Linked DNA regions of Gossypium hirsutum: region 2 is linked to region 1. Evidence: chromatin contacts called from public Hi-C data. All regions are on one chromosome and are shown on one strand. Each heading gives the region's core, a stretch centred on a gene start, on an enhancer-like site or on the middle of the called end of the contact. The rest is flanking DNA. Distances are from core to core; before and after follow the strand shown. Region 1 overlaps LOC107891187 (probable polyribonucleotide nucleotidyltransferase 1, chloroplastic). Region 2 holds the start of LOC107891273 (cationic amino acid transporter 2, vacuolar).

Region 1 (4,236 bases), core at 1,189-3,688:
GTGACGAGTATGGGAGATTCAAATGTATGAAAAAATCTGTTCTCTCAGGGACTTTGCCACATTAGTGAGCTGACGTCAGACTGGTTGGCCAAGGCTGAAGATGTAAGCATATTTTTCTGTTTCTTTTATCCTCAACTTATAGATGCTTTATTGTGATGAGCTATTGAAATTATTATTTGATGTAATTTGGTTCCATCATAGGCTTTTAAGGTTGGTGAACGTGTTGATGTTAAACTTACCGAGGTAAGCAACTTATTTTTTGTCTTGTTGACAAGCTTATTCAATCATAAACTAGATATGGTGAATGTTGTCCACTTAAAATTGATTTATCCATGCATTTTAGTGTTGGATCCCTACTATCTTTGCTTGTATCATGCTAGTACATTACTAATTGTTTAAGTGGTCTTATCTCACATCTATCAAGTATTAGTTTCCCGTTGCCTTGTATTAAAGTAGGTCTTTCAGCCTATTACCAATTGATTTTAGATTCAATGCTGAACATGGTATCACAGCCCAGGTTTTATTATGTTGTTCTTCCTACCTATCTCCATGTGAGGTTGACGACCCTCGGTGAGGTTGTCCATGTGTAGGCCTTGTGAGCTACTCTTGAGGTGTTAAGTGGTTTTATCTCACATCTACTAACTATTAGATTTCTTCTGGTTTTATCTTAAAGTTGGGCCTTTTCTATTATCAATTGGTTTTAGGTTGGATGCTTAACAACTAATCTTCTCATTGTATAAAAAACTTGTTATTCTATGCATTCGATGTTGGCTTGCTACTTACCACTTAATAAGTTGATGATAACCATATACTTAACTGGATGTTTTACCGTTATTCCGTGGCTTGTTCATGCAGTACTCAACCATTCTACAGGCTTGAGCTATATTCTAGTACTATGCATATTAAATATGTAATCAGTGAGATGGTAAAAGTGGTTCCCAAATTTTTATCCTTACTGTTGGTCTTGTAAATCCATCAAAGAGCTAGATTGCATCAATTATTAGTCGTTTTCTTTATCTGCACCTTTTTTCCTTACTTCAAAAAATCTCTCTCCATTAGCTGTAGCTGTGTCACCTAATGCAGGTTAATGATAAGGGACAACTTCGCCTTAGCCGCCGTGCACTTCTTCCTGTTCCTGAAACAAGTCCAGAGGATCCCAGTTCAAAGCAGCTTACTGGCAACCCAGATGTGGTTGTTATTGCTGATTCTGGTAAAGCATCTGACGAAGGTGCACCTCAAAAATATGTGAGTGTCCCCAAAGCAGAGGGTTTAGCTGAAGAGAAGATTGATAGGGCCAAGGTTAAAAGTAGTGCTACCAAAGTTGCAACCTCATCCAAAAGTAATTCTGCGGAGACCACTCTACTTCCACGGAAGAAGGTTTTTAAGAGGGTAAAGAAGAGTGGCAGTAAAGCTGTCACTGGTGTCTCCAGCAATGATGGGGAGTAGTCAATAACTGAATGGGAGTTTTATTGTGCTTATAATATGCTGACAAGAATTTCCATATCCAATGACCATTGTACGAAAGGTGACAGAATAGCTTCCTCACATAGAAGAAACAGAGGTAAGGCAACCTACTTTCTTTTGTTCACTGGTCCTTTTAAACACCATTTAAAGCAGATATGCTGTTACAAAAAGCAGACTACATCAACGTCTTTCTAGTCTTATTAATTGCTTGTGATTCCATTATGAGAACTTGCGTTCTTGTTGTTGGGTTCAATGTGGAGTTATAAATTACTAATCAGATAAGTTCTTGAATTGCTTATCATGAGGTAACTTACCAATTAAGCATGCGACATTAATTATGACTGGTAAGAAAAGGGGGAAAATGCCTGGGTTGTCTCAAACAAATGAAATAGCACTAGAACCTGAGCAGCAATATACTCATTGGATGAAATGGGTACTGGATGCTCATACCGATAGTCTGAAATCTATTGTTACTAGTGAATTGGCTAAATATTAGATTCTTGTACAGGTACATTTCATCATAACTGGAGACCTACACTTGTGAAATGTGATTCAGAAGCTAGTCTTCGTCTCATATTTTTATGTAAGATGGTTAAGGCAGGTAAGGCTGCCACAAGCTGGATCTCAAGTTCTGTTTCAGAGAAAAGAAATAACATTTTGATGGTTGCAAAGTTACTGATTTTATGCTCTGCTAGCCCCCTTGTTTTCTATTTTCTGTTTGGACCATTGTTTTGTATTGGATCTTGGGTTTGGCAAATACATATTTATGCATTTGAAGAAAGGTGAAGAAAAAAGGACTAGGCAAATTGGTTGGATCGGTCTACTTATTTAAACAAGAATTCAAATATTTTTAAAAATAATTTAAATATTATATGTAGTAAATAGTTGATAAAAATTAGTGATGGTAACAGGGCGGGGTGGGGCGGACTTTTGGCTGCCTATTCTGACCAGATACTCTACCGTCATGCCTTGACCTTGACCTGTCCCTGAGCTTAAAAAGAATTAATCTGTCCTGAGCTTGAAAATTAATTGCATACCTGACCCTGATCTAATCTTGAGTTCAAACTTTTTTTATTGGAAAATGTGATTAATTAAATTCAAAATTATTTTTAAAAAAATTATGCTTGGGGTGACTGAGTGAATATATATTACATCATAGAAGGAAAAAATAAGAAACGAAAAGGAGAGGGAGGTTTGGAAAAATAAATTAAAATGAAAGGAGGAAAGAAACTAGTAAAATAAAGGTCATAAAATGATGTTGGGAGTGATAAAGCATAAGGAATTTTTTCACTTAATATAAAAAAATATATAAAGATAGATTTTTGTAAATATTTAAAGACGGGATGGTTTCGCATTAAACTTGGCCCCGAAAACAAAATCTACGCTCGGCATTAAAAGTTTTTTTTTAATGAAAAACAATAAGTTAGCTCTTTTTCAATATTTACAATCAATTTATTATGATTTTGATTTCTCTTTTCTTTTTTCATATGGCATGTACATGGATTGGATAGATTTTGGATTTTTGGTTAAATTTGCTTTGTAGGCTTATCCCGTTCAGATTTTTCATCACTGATATGGACTTAATCTTAGGTGATACTTGATTCGTTAAATGTAATAGAATAGCAATGATAAAAATCGAATATTACAAATTATTGATATTACAGCTCTTCTATTTTTTTTCCTCCTCTCTATTTTATGTAATACCCTCAATTCGATTTGAATAGTCAGATCCAAATCTCGGGGGTTACCATATAATTACATACAAGAATTTGAGCTGCTAGTACAACTTCCAATTATTTACAACTTTACCTATCACGAATTTAAACCAACATACAAAAAGCTCAAGTAATTACACAATGCTAAATAAGATAGTTTAATTACAAAGGTTTCCAATCTAATATCTTAACTTATTACGATTATCTATGCCACCAAACTTGTATTGTATGCATAATAACCTGATATGCCATTCTTTTTGGCGTAGTCTTGGCGTCATCCCTCTTGGCGCAAACTTAATCCTTTAAGCTTGAAACAAGAGCATAAGACATTAATAAGTTCACAGAAATTTAGTGAGAAAATTTTCATTTACCTTAACTGGTACTTTTATAAAATAGCATATAGCTCAACAATGCGATCTTTTCTTTTTCTCAAGGACATAGTTCTATTAAAGAGAACATTATCCAACTCAGACATATTTATTCTCCATGACTTGCCATATCTTGTCTTGTATCCACTTTCATCATTTTGACAATAACTTTGAACTTTCCAAGAATTTCTATCAACTCTTTTTATTCATAGTTTCTTATCAGTATCCTTTGCAATTCGACACATTCAGAACTTCATTTCAAACATAGATTTAACCCATGCTAACTTTCACAATTACGGATAATTGATGGATGGCCTCTTCTATTATTCAGTCTCAAATATTTGTTTAGAAGTGTCTTTTCAATAAATAAATAAAAACCCACATATTTGAATATCTCTTCAACTCATCATTTTCAGTAATTTCTTATCTTTGTTTAGTATTTACCTTGTATTCATTAGATACCTTAAACTCATGCTATTCTTATGATCATGCTTAAAAGCCATACTGGATACCGTATAATTTCATACAGAACCCTCCACAAGGGAAATTCATTAGAGTACTACGCTATGAAGAGCCTTATCATGGTATGCCACTACGGCAACCCATTCAGAGTACGTCACAAAGGCAATCTATTTAGAGTATGCCACAAAAGTAGTTTTTCAGAGTATGCCAAAAAGTCTATTCAAACT
Region 2 (4,236 bases), core at 617-3,116, 490 kb after region 1:
AGAGGTTTTAAATTTAAGGTATCAAAGTGGTCATCACCCACACACCAAAAAAGAAAATGGAAATGGAAAACGATAGGAGATCAACAGCACCTCCTTGATTCCCACACACAAGAGCCCTGTCACAATGAAAACTAAAATTGCGGCACATGGATCTACCACAACATCAAGCCCGGGAATATATTGACGAGATAGAAAAATAGGTAGGCTATCTTCACCCCCAAAAAGCAAAGCCTAGATGCAAATATCAAAAGATAATTAATGAAATATAAATAGAAAATAATATAATGCAGCTCCCACCCACAAGAACCTCAAGTACCTTGAATCCAATCCCCGACCCAACAAACCCAGCCAAAAGGGAAAAAAGTCAAAAAAGTTCTACCAAGTAAATTCACAAACCAGATTAGGTGAAATGCCACGAGCAACAGCTGCACCACCAATTGTATACTCCAGTATCAGAGCCCAACCAATCAACCAGGCAACACTGCAAAATGACATTTGCTTGTATCAGAGGCTGGAAACTGATAAATCCATGAGAAACAAGATTGTACCAATAAAGCCACTGTTTTTCCCCTTCTAACAAAGGAACATATATCAACTTTTCAAATTGCAATTTACCCTTCACCAACACAAATGTATGAATAATGATAGGCACTGCCAGCAGACGGGCAACGACTAGCAAGCTCGGCATAGCAAAAAGCAGAGAGTGCAGCAGCAATTCCAGCTATTAGAAAGGAAATGGCAAGAGCTGGCCCTGAATGCTCTCTCGCAACTGTTCCAACAAGAATATAAACTCCAGCTCCAATTGTTGATCCCACACCTAATCACAAAGCACCAAAATTCACAATAAGCTATCTATTGTATATATAAAAATAAAAGCCGGGAAAAACAACATAATCTTAAAAGTAAAAAGAACTAAAACAAGGCAACCCTCCCAGCTAGAAGAAATAAAATCAAACCAAACATAACTCGAAAACAAGAATAGTCCCAAATCAATATGAGGAAATAAGTTCCTAAAAAATGGTAATTAACAACAAAACTGTGAATATCGATCCGAACCCATCATACAAAAATAAAAATAGAACCCGGAAAATTTAATATAAAACAACTAAAAACATAAAATCCGCATCAAAATTTCTCCCAAAACGAAAATAACTAAAAATAGAACAGATAATCGAATGTTCAGACTGCTATGAAGTTTAAAAAAGAACAACAAAAATACAAAAAAGGTCATCATAATTTTCCCCAAATAACAGCTAAGCAACACAGCCGAAAATAAAAATAAAACACACACACACACACACCACATAAAAAAAGTTCAGGATCAGATCCCCCACCAACCACTAAAAACAATATTGAATTCTCCCTCCCCCTTTCCCCCCCAGGGCAAAAGACTACCGCAAAAGATAAAACATGAAATAATACCAATTGCTATGAGATGTGGAACTGTCAACTCTTTAGCCAACTGATGATGACCAGAACGCTTGGAATGAGCGGAATCTACTTGTTTTCTTCTTACCAAACTCTTTAAACCACCCCATGAAGATCCAAACCCTTCCTTTTGGGAATCAACCAAAACACCCATGACGAATTTCCACCCAAATATAAACTTTTTAATTACTAATATTTCACAAGCCTGGCTTTTGAAAAAAAAATTTATGAACAATAAATTACTAGAAAGCTAGAAAAAAAAAAGAACTATTAACATTAATATCAGCCCCCTGAACCCTTTCAATATATAAATTTGGTTCAAAGCAACCTTTGAATTTTCTTATTTATTGTTGATGAAAGGGAAACAAGAGAGGCCGGCTTTAGAAGAGAGAACTTTTTTCCCTCTTTTTAAGCTGTTACTTGGTGGTGCTTCTGAGAAATGATGAAACTTAAGTTTCTAAAGAGTAATGAAACAGCCCGTTGCCCGTTGCCCGTTGCCCGTTGCCCGTTGCCCGTTAATTAGGAACCAACAACAATCGGGCTACCCGAGAATGATTTGGATAATAAAATACTACTATACCACGTTATTTATTTATTTCTATCATGTTACTATGTGGCATGTATGTGGAAGTTTACATGTAGCAACTAATTAATTTTTAAACCTTTAAAAATATTTTTTTATAATTCTTTAATAATATTTTAATATTTTTTAAATTTTTAATAATTTTTTTATTTTTATATATAGAAAATTTAATTCATTATTACTGTGATAATCCTCGTATATGTCATATTAACAAAGTTAACAAATAAGCTAAAAGAGTTCAAATTTTAAATAGAGAGATAAAATAATTTTTTTGTAAAGTTGGAGACCAAATAAATTGTTATACATTTAATTAAATAACAATAATTTCTTTTATTTTAAGGTAATATAAGTGTAATAAAAATACAAAAATATTTATAGTTTAACGAGGGGTTCTAAATAATTCTAGCATTACCTCCAAAAAACAGATATGTGCTTAAATAAAAATAAATATTAGATTAAATTAGATTAGATAATTATCTTCTCTATATAATTTTGACAAGAAATTTTCAAATTCGTAAGGTATTATCTTTTTTTAAAGGAAAGATTTTATCCTTTATTTTATTTTAAACTTTAAATATATATATATATATATAGTGGCAGAGCTAGGGGCTGACAGAGCTCCAACTCTCCTAAAATAGAAAATTTTTTATTTTAATTTTTTATAATTTATAAAATTTTAAATGAAAAATTTTAAATTAATAATGATAAAATTACATTTTGGCCCCCTCAAAAATAATAAAATTTTAATTTAATCTTTTAAAAATTATAAAGATATAAACTGTTAAAATTGTAAAATTACATTTTTATTATCATAAAAAGATAAAATATAATTTCATCCTCCCAAAAATAATTTTCTGGCTGCACCATTATATATATATATATATATATTAAATAGAATTTATCACATGCATTTACTATGAATTCGCGTTATTAAATCTAATATTTTGTAAGTTCATATCAATGGCCTAACTGAATAAAAGAAATTAAATAGAATTATTATAAAATGGATACAATTTTATTAATTTTTTAAAAATAACATTTTAGAAAACTATACATCTTTTAATTTAAAAATACCTATATATTCTTTAAAAAATTAAAACTTTTTAGAGCATAATTTCATTTTTCTTATATAAATTATCTAGAGAATGAGCCTACCAATTAAGAAAAAGAAATCAAGATACATAGACAGAGTCAAGGAGAAAATGTGTTGTATTAATTTGTAAGGCTTAATTTTTTTTTTAATTTTGACAAGTATAATATTATTTTTATATAAATTGTATGCTTCATAAGTTTTAGTAGCCAATTAAAAGCATAGAAAAATAATAGATTTAAATGTAATAAAAGTTTATATATAATTTTAGAATGTTTAAAAAAGAAAGATAGACAAAGAAAAATCAAAATCCATGGAGATTAAATTTTTAAAATTTTTTAAAAATTTTTAGGGTTTAAATTTTTTATTTTGATATTATAATATTATATTTTAAAATTTTTATGTTTTATAATTTTTAGTAAGCATCCATGCTAGGAGAAAAATCGTAATTTTTTTTTTCTAAATTTTCAATCTGTTATCAATTTGCTTCAGTCATTAACCGCATTTAAAAAAGAAAAATGTGGCAGCTGAGAGTGCATCACATCACTTAAACATTATTTTTCGAAAATAATTTTTTTAAAAATGAAAAATTAGAAAGTTTCTCAAATTTTTTAAAAATTCGAAAAAATATAGAATTATATAAAAATCTCAAATTTTAAAAATATTTACTTTTAAAAAAACATAAAACAAAGAGAGAAAATAAAAAAACATAAAAAATTATCAAACAAAAAAATATAAAAAAATCATCAACCAAATTCAGAAAATTCTCAAAATTTCTAAAAACTCATAAAAAAAACATATAGAAAGTTATATAAAATTTCTAGAAAATAAAAATATATATTTTCTGTTTAAGAAATATATAAAGTTAAAAATAAGAGCAAAAGTTTAAAAAAATTTGTCAAAAAATCCATAACAATCTAAAAAAATAAAAATAAGAAAAAAAATTATTAATAATTATACGGCTTAGCTAAAAAGTTAAAAAAATAAATTTTTTTTCTCTCAATGGGAGAAAACTAAAAAACTATTTAGAAACTATTTATTTCTAAATGATATGAATAACAAAGCTCCCCTGTTAGTTTATTTATAGATTTTAAAATAATACACTGTTATGAATATCTTATTTAAGTGGATGTCC

What was found. A called contact is a pair of places that touch in the nucleus more often than the background predicts.
Region 2: a Hi-C map of leaf shows a contact between it and region 1, with 2.8 times the contacts expected there. The contact joins the promoter of LOC107891273 here to the enhancer-like site in region 1. A contact is called at or near these places in 2 of 34 Hi-C or Micro-C datasets (both in leaf).

What each region holds. Positions count from the first base shown.
Region 1 is chrA11:92,470,088-92,474,323 of Gossypium_hirsutum_v2.1, forward strand. LOC107891187 (probable polyribonucleotide nucleotidyltransferase 1, chloroplastic) reads left to right here. Exons shown (of 25, transcript XR_001682143.2): 22 at 49-102; 23 at 202-243; 24 at 1,084-1,561; 25 at 1,973-2,245. Among protein-coding and RNA genes, the nearest start is that of LOC121210171, 13 kb to the right of the region's middle. Within about 2 kb of position 2,439, at least 4 of the 9 cell types and tissues checked have an H3K27ac peak or open chromatin away from gene starts, as enhancers often do. A contact at or near this core is called in leaf, where this site is marked.
Region 2 is chrA11:92,960,809-92,965,044 of Gossypium_hirsutum_v2.1, forward strand. LOC107891273 (cationic amino acid transporter 2, vacuolar) reads right to left here and starts at 1,867. Exons shown (of 14, transcript XM_016816011.2): 1 at 1,423-1,867; 2 at 616-817; 3 at 397-481; 4 at 91-231. The coding sequence starts at 1,582.